Linked DNA regions of Dromaius novaehollandiae: region 2 is linked to region 1. The links are chromatin contacts, called in public Hi-C maps. All regions are on one chromosome and are shown on one strand. Each heading gives the region's core, a stretch centred on a gene start, on an enhancer-like site or on the middle of the called end of the contact. The rest is flanking DNA. Distances are from core to core; before and after follow the strand shown. Region 1 has its middle 23 kb from the start of ELF5. Region 2 overlaps ABTB2 (ankyrin repeat and BTB domain containing 2).

Region 1 (2,700 bases), core at 186-2,685:
TAAAGGTATTGCCTATGACAGCAAACTCCTGCTGTGCTACAGTCAGCAATGTAGTGTCTGGTTCAGGCAAGAACTGAAAACATCTGATTAATAGCATCCATGAGAGATCATCTGTGAGAGCAAGGGCCTTTTGAAGTAACCTTCTGAATGTGCATTCACCACTGATACCTGTAATTTAAAGTAAAATCAAATTTTATCAGTTAAGGTGGGGTCTTAAAGACCTATTCCATGTGTATATTCTGAGGACTATCATGGCTGGAACAACTTTCCCATGTTCTTCTCCACTGGTGTTATCAATCCCTCAGGCCAAAGATCTTGCTTATAGTAACATAAGGTTAAAGCATGAAAAACTGCACTTGCAAAAACTGAGGATGCTGTTTGATTGTTTTTATTATGGAGTTTCTATCCTTTGTGTTCTCAACCTTCCTTGTACGGGCTCCAAAGGTGATAGTGTGTTTTTTTTATTAATATGCATGCCTGCAATATCCAAGGGCAGCTGAATCAGGCAAAATAAACTTGCCCAATTATAATTTGTTTCCACCAGCTTCTGTAACATCACTGTTTCATGACATCCCAAGAATACCACAGGTAACACCTGTTCTATTTCAGTGCGCTTCCCTGTAATACACAGTTTGACTGTGAGCTTCTGATTGCTTTTTGCCATGTTTAGAGTGCAACCTCCTGTTCTTCCCAGCATTTTAACTTCTTTCTTTGTGCTTTCCCTTGCAAAAATCTTACTCAGTAAGAACATTATATGCTACATATCCCTACTATATGGACTGCACTGGACTCCTAAATTTTAAAACAGTAAGAGTTCTTGAAAATAGATGTATATAAAATTACTCCTCTTGTAAAAATGTGTAAAATTTCTGAATTAATTTGGTATATTATCATTGATGATAAAAAGCATTTTCAGCTACATTTTGATTGACTATAGACCCTGGAGGGTTCTTTTTGCCAGCACCATCTCATTTAGTCTGTGAGTTTGTCTAAACCCTTCCCATTTATAAAAACTTTCAAGTCGTGTGCTATGGGTGGAAACAGTTTAACTGCTGAAAAACATGCAAGTAATGTTACAAGCTTTCTCCTAGATGTTTAAAGATTGAACTGTCATGAGCTGTTTAGAGGAACTTTGCTGGAGTAAAAGCAAAGAATGCTAAACAACTTGTGAGGCCTTATTTATAAGAAAAAGCTGTTTTCAGAAATGACACGTGAAAAGGTTTCCCTACCTTTTAACATAGATTACTTTAATCTCCTCTCCTTTCATTACATTTTAGTCACAGTGTGTAAAAATCTTGCAAACTGAAAAAAGAATTAATTTCAAGCTCTATAGTAGGAGCATGTGTGGAAATTCTATGATCCTTCAAGGTTTTGGGTTTTTGGTAGAGACCCAAGCTGTGCGTGGCACATGTCTACTTTAGCTCAAGTGTAGCCTCTGCTGGAGTATTCCAGTATTGCAGATCATCAGCTAATTTTTGAATAGCTGTTTAGGTTATGAAAAGAGGAACTGTGCTTTTGTGAAAAAATGATCTCACTAGAATACCAGTATAAATTGAGAATAAAATGGATGCCTGTATCCTTTCAATGCAAGGAATGATCAGCACAATGAAAAATAACCCAAAATATAGTTATTCTACCTAGTTTCAGTTTTGTGGAAAGAAGGCTTCTTCATTTCTGATGTCATGCTGGTTATCACACCACACCTTGCTCGTAGATGTAGCCTGGGAGCTGTACGTTATGGGTTGCAGAATGTTACAGAAGTAAACCACTTTCTCATTTTTTACAAATGTGGATGGAAATAGCCTCTTCACACATCTGGAAATGTGTTGAAGTGCATGGAGGCCTCTGAAATCTGTAGAAGCTGCGTGTTTGAAGGCATGATGTGGATGCTGTTCTGTACTGGTAAGCCTCTCACCGCTCTTTTGTGTTGCCACTTTCCCATGGGTGAGAGAATACATGGAAAGGTTGGACTTCATGCTATAAGCATCTTCTGACAAAGAGCCACATGGGTGAAGAGCATGGAAGCCGTGATTACTACTGACCTTTCAAAAGCTGCCACAGGTTATGGGTACAGTGCTGGTGGCAAGGGGAGCTGAGTGCGTTTAGTCTTGGAAATATTCAATGGCAGCAGTGTGGAGTTCAGTGTAAGAAAACTTATCCTGTGGAGAAATAGTTGTATGGGCAGGTTTTCATCTTCTTTCCTCATTGCAAATACTTGTGCAAAAGTCCATTCAATTTGCTGAAGACCAAGGTATGGACCTCAAAGTCTTAAAGAAAACCAAGAATTGAAACTACCTGTGGTTCCGTTATCTGGTCAGCTGGGCTGCTATGATGCTGGCCACCCCTCTCCTTTATTGGATCTGGCATATAGCATAGAGGGCTTGGGATGGAAGAATGGCCAAGGCACTATTTGGAGCTGAGAAATGAAATTCCTGTCTATTCTGGTGCTTTACCATTTCAGGTGAAAACTTCTGTCCTATTTGCCAGACTTGTATTCAAGCTCTTTAGGATAAAAAGTGCTGTAGAGGCTGCCTAAGGGTGCCCCTAGAGGGGGTATTTTCCCTCTTTCACAGGATTTTACTGGGTAAAAAACCTGTCTTATTCTGAGACTTTTCCCTTTAGTAATTATAATGTTTTCTTTAGATAAGAAGAAATTAGTACTTGGAAATTAGTACTTGGCAGTGTGAGATTGTCACTCTA
Region 2 (2,865 bases), core at 302-2,801, 190 kb before region 1:
TGATCATCTGGGCACAGAGGATTTCACAGTGTCTCTGGAGGCCATCCAGTTGGAACAGGCTGGCAGCCGACAGCAGCTATTAGGACAAGAGAGAAGCCATTTGAGATCATGAGCTGTAAAAGGGTTAGGGAAGAAGGCAAACAGAACTAACGCTTCCTTCCCTGAAGGATCTCTGACTCCCATTTTCACTGTCTAAGCCCTCAGGAAGGTGCAGAAAGGCTACTGGATACCTAGATAAAGCAACAGAGAGAATTTCCCCCTTTGTTAGGAAAGGCTTGCTTCTCCTGCAGGAAATGCATTTGTGCTACCTTTTGCTACCACGACCTGCAAGCCTTCGCCTGTTCAAAGCCCCCTCCCAAAAAAAAAAAAAAAAAAAGTGTAATCTTTAGCTGCAGCTTTAATCTCACCACTCTGTGACTAAATGGCATCACTGAAAGAGGACCTGTGTACTACAGCCGTGCTTTTAGCCCAATCTTGGTACCATATGTGGCTCCGCAGAAGTTCAGCTTAAAAGCGGTAGCCTCCCTGTGACCCCCCCCGCCCCTTGGTGGATGGCCTGCTCGGGGCGCCAGAGCTGCAGGCTCAGCTGCTTCCTTCCCCCAGCAGAGAGAGGACTCGCAAAGAAGGCTTCCATCCATCTCTGTGAGGTGCACAGCCACCTGATCAATGAAGGAATTACTTAGCAAAGCTGATGCTTTTTAGGTTTAACAGTTGCTTGTTGGGGAGTAAATACAAGGCTGCAGTACAGTTCTCGCCTTCCTCTTCTGGAACTTTTAATTTATCTACTTGTAAGCAAGAACAACTTTGGAGACTAACAGCATACTCACTTATCTAGCATCTCTTTAAAAAGAACTGATTTATGGAGGTAAAGTTCAATGGATAGTTTAAGGCAACTCTGGGTACCAATAGCACTATAGTGATGTATTTTTATCCAGCATCTCATTGCCATACTATAAAATAATTGGTAGCTGTTCTTATTTCCAGGCACTTTTGTTTCAAAACTTTGAACTCATTTCAAAGCCTTAAGTATCCTAGATTGAAAGCTTGTTGGCAGCTGCTGGATTTTGCCTTTCAAGCCCTGTTTATACCCCAGTGCACATAGACTTAGAAGAAAACACTCTCACCTCTAAGATATCAGTGGTGGGAATTTCCATAGATTCTGTTCCTCCATAATATAAATACTGCATCAGCATCTGAAATGGGAAGAAGGCCAGGCATGAAGCTGTTATCACCCAAGTCACACGGGACTGTGAATGGCTGTGCTCCCCCTCCTGGGCAGACGGGAATCACGTGGTGTGCTGGCTCTTGCTACTGCTTTTGGCATTTTTCTAGTGTTGCAAATGTGCTACTTTCTAAAACTACTTCTTCCTTGGGTTTTGAAAAGGGCCCCGTTGAGGATTTTAGGTTCAGGGTGACAGTGTGTCTCTGAGCAAGAGGAATGTCCTTGGAAAGATATTTCTTGCATGCTGATTTGTAAAGCCCTGCAGGCTGGTCACACGCAGAGCTGCGGCTAGGGGGAGCGCTGAAGCTGCCGTGCCATGTGCATGTGTGTCGCAGGGACCTCCCAGCCGCCCGCCTCCCTGCCGTGCTTCTAATCAGCTTCCAGGCCCCCCACCCCTCCCAGCCCCTGTCGGGGCCAGAGGAAAAGGCATAACTGTTTGCAGGGACAGCAAGCGTCATCTTTGGCTCTTTGATCCACATGTGCACAACCCCACCCCCAGCAAAACCACTACTGTCATATCTAGGGAATGGCTAAATTTGGTGTTGGGAAGACAGGTCACCCCAGCGTCCTGGGTACTGCACAAACACATGTGGAGACTGCGTGCTGTGCTTACCACTCCTGACAGCAGTGGTAACAAAACTAAGCTTCTATTTAAAAAATTTCTTATTTGTATAATGAAAGCATAAAGAAGCAAAGCTACTTTCCCCAAGCAGAATAAAGATCTCTAGCGGTCCAGTTCAGTGCAGCATAACTGAGATTACTGTAGAACACCACAATCTCCTTAAGTCACCTCCTCTTATTTAACATCAAATTGTCTCTATGAAAGATTTCACTCTTTTCATTGTTTTCAATTCAGTGCTGTCTCCAGTGGAAAAAAAAAGCCTATCTTCAGAAACCTTTTGATGTAAAAAAATTTTAAGGAGGCTTGTTTAAATATTTTCAGTTGCACCCCCCCCCCTTTTATTTTTTATTTTTTTATGGTCATGGTCTGAGCTGCAGAGTTTGGATGCCATCTGTACAGCACCAAACTATCACAGCCCCTTTCCAATACAGCAAAGATACTCATAGCCAACTTCATTCCCTCCAGGAGAGAAGGCACTACTGCTGACAAACAGCTTGGTGTATATATACATCATAGAAAGAGGAAAAAAGAGGAAAATCCTCAACCCTGCAGTGAAACAGTTACACAATCTTTCAGCTTTTCTGCACTTCCAGATTTCCCTTTCTGATTTGAAATGCAGAGCTAGAAAGCTGGAACAACTTTTAACTCTCACATTTCACTGACTTGTTTTTTTCTTTGGTTGTGTGTTGAGTACCCTACTTTCTCTCCATCATGAATGAAGCTCCCTTAGGTCCATTAGATACAGAAATGTCATAAAAGCAAAGTGAAATTCTTAATTTCAAGCCCTTCTTGAAAGGGACACCATCAATTTCTGATAATCTGATTTGAATTAATATGAAGCTTGGCAGTCCTGCTGCTCTAACTAGGCTTACTTTTTTGCTTAACACAGCATGAAAGTTGTGCCTGTGAACCTTTTATAAGTACAAAACTACATTCAGTAAAAGACTTATTTGTCCTGCTTTACGGAAGAGTCAATTGCCTAGTAAGAAAATAAAAATATAGGCTGGAGTTTTTTGTTCCA

The links. Hi-C and Micro-C count contacts between places; a contact is called where the count stands out from the background.
Region 2: a Hi-C map of brain shows a contact between it and region 1, with 2.6 times the contacts expected there. The contact joins two enhancer-like sites. A contact is called at or near these places in 2 of 4 Hi-C or Micro-C datasets (brain and liver).

What each region holds. Positions count from the first base shown.
Region 1 is chr5:51,271,131-51,273,830 of bDroNov1.hap1, reverse strand. No RefSeq gene overlaps it. Among named protein-coding and RNA genes, the nearest start is that of ELF5, 23 kb to the right of the region's middle. Within about 2 kb of position 1,435, at least 1 of the 2 cell types and tissues checked has open chromatin away from gene starts, as enhancers often do.
Region 2 is chr5:51,464,212-51,467,076 of bDroNov1.hap1, reverse strand. It overlaps ABTB2 (ankyrin repeat and BTB domain containing 2), which reads right to left. Exons shown (of 17, transcript XM_026099973.2): 15 at 1,125-1,193; 16 at 1-76. Among named protein-coding and RNA genes, the nearest start is that of NAT10, 38 kb to the left of the region's middle. Within about 2 kb of position 1,551, at least 2 of the 2 cell types and tissues checked have open chromatin away from gene starts, as enhancers often do.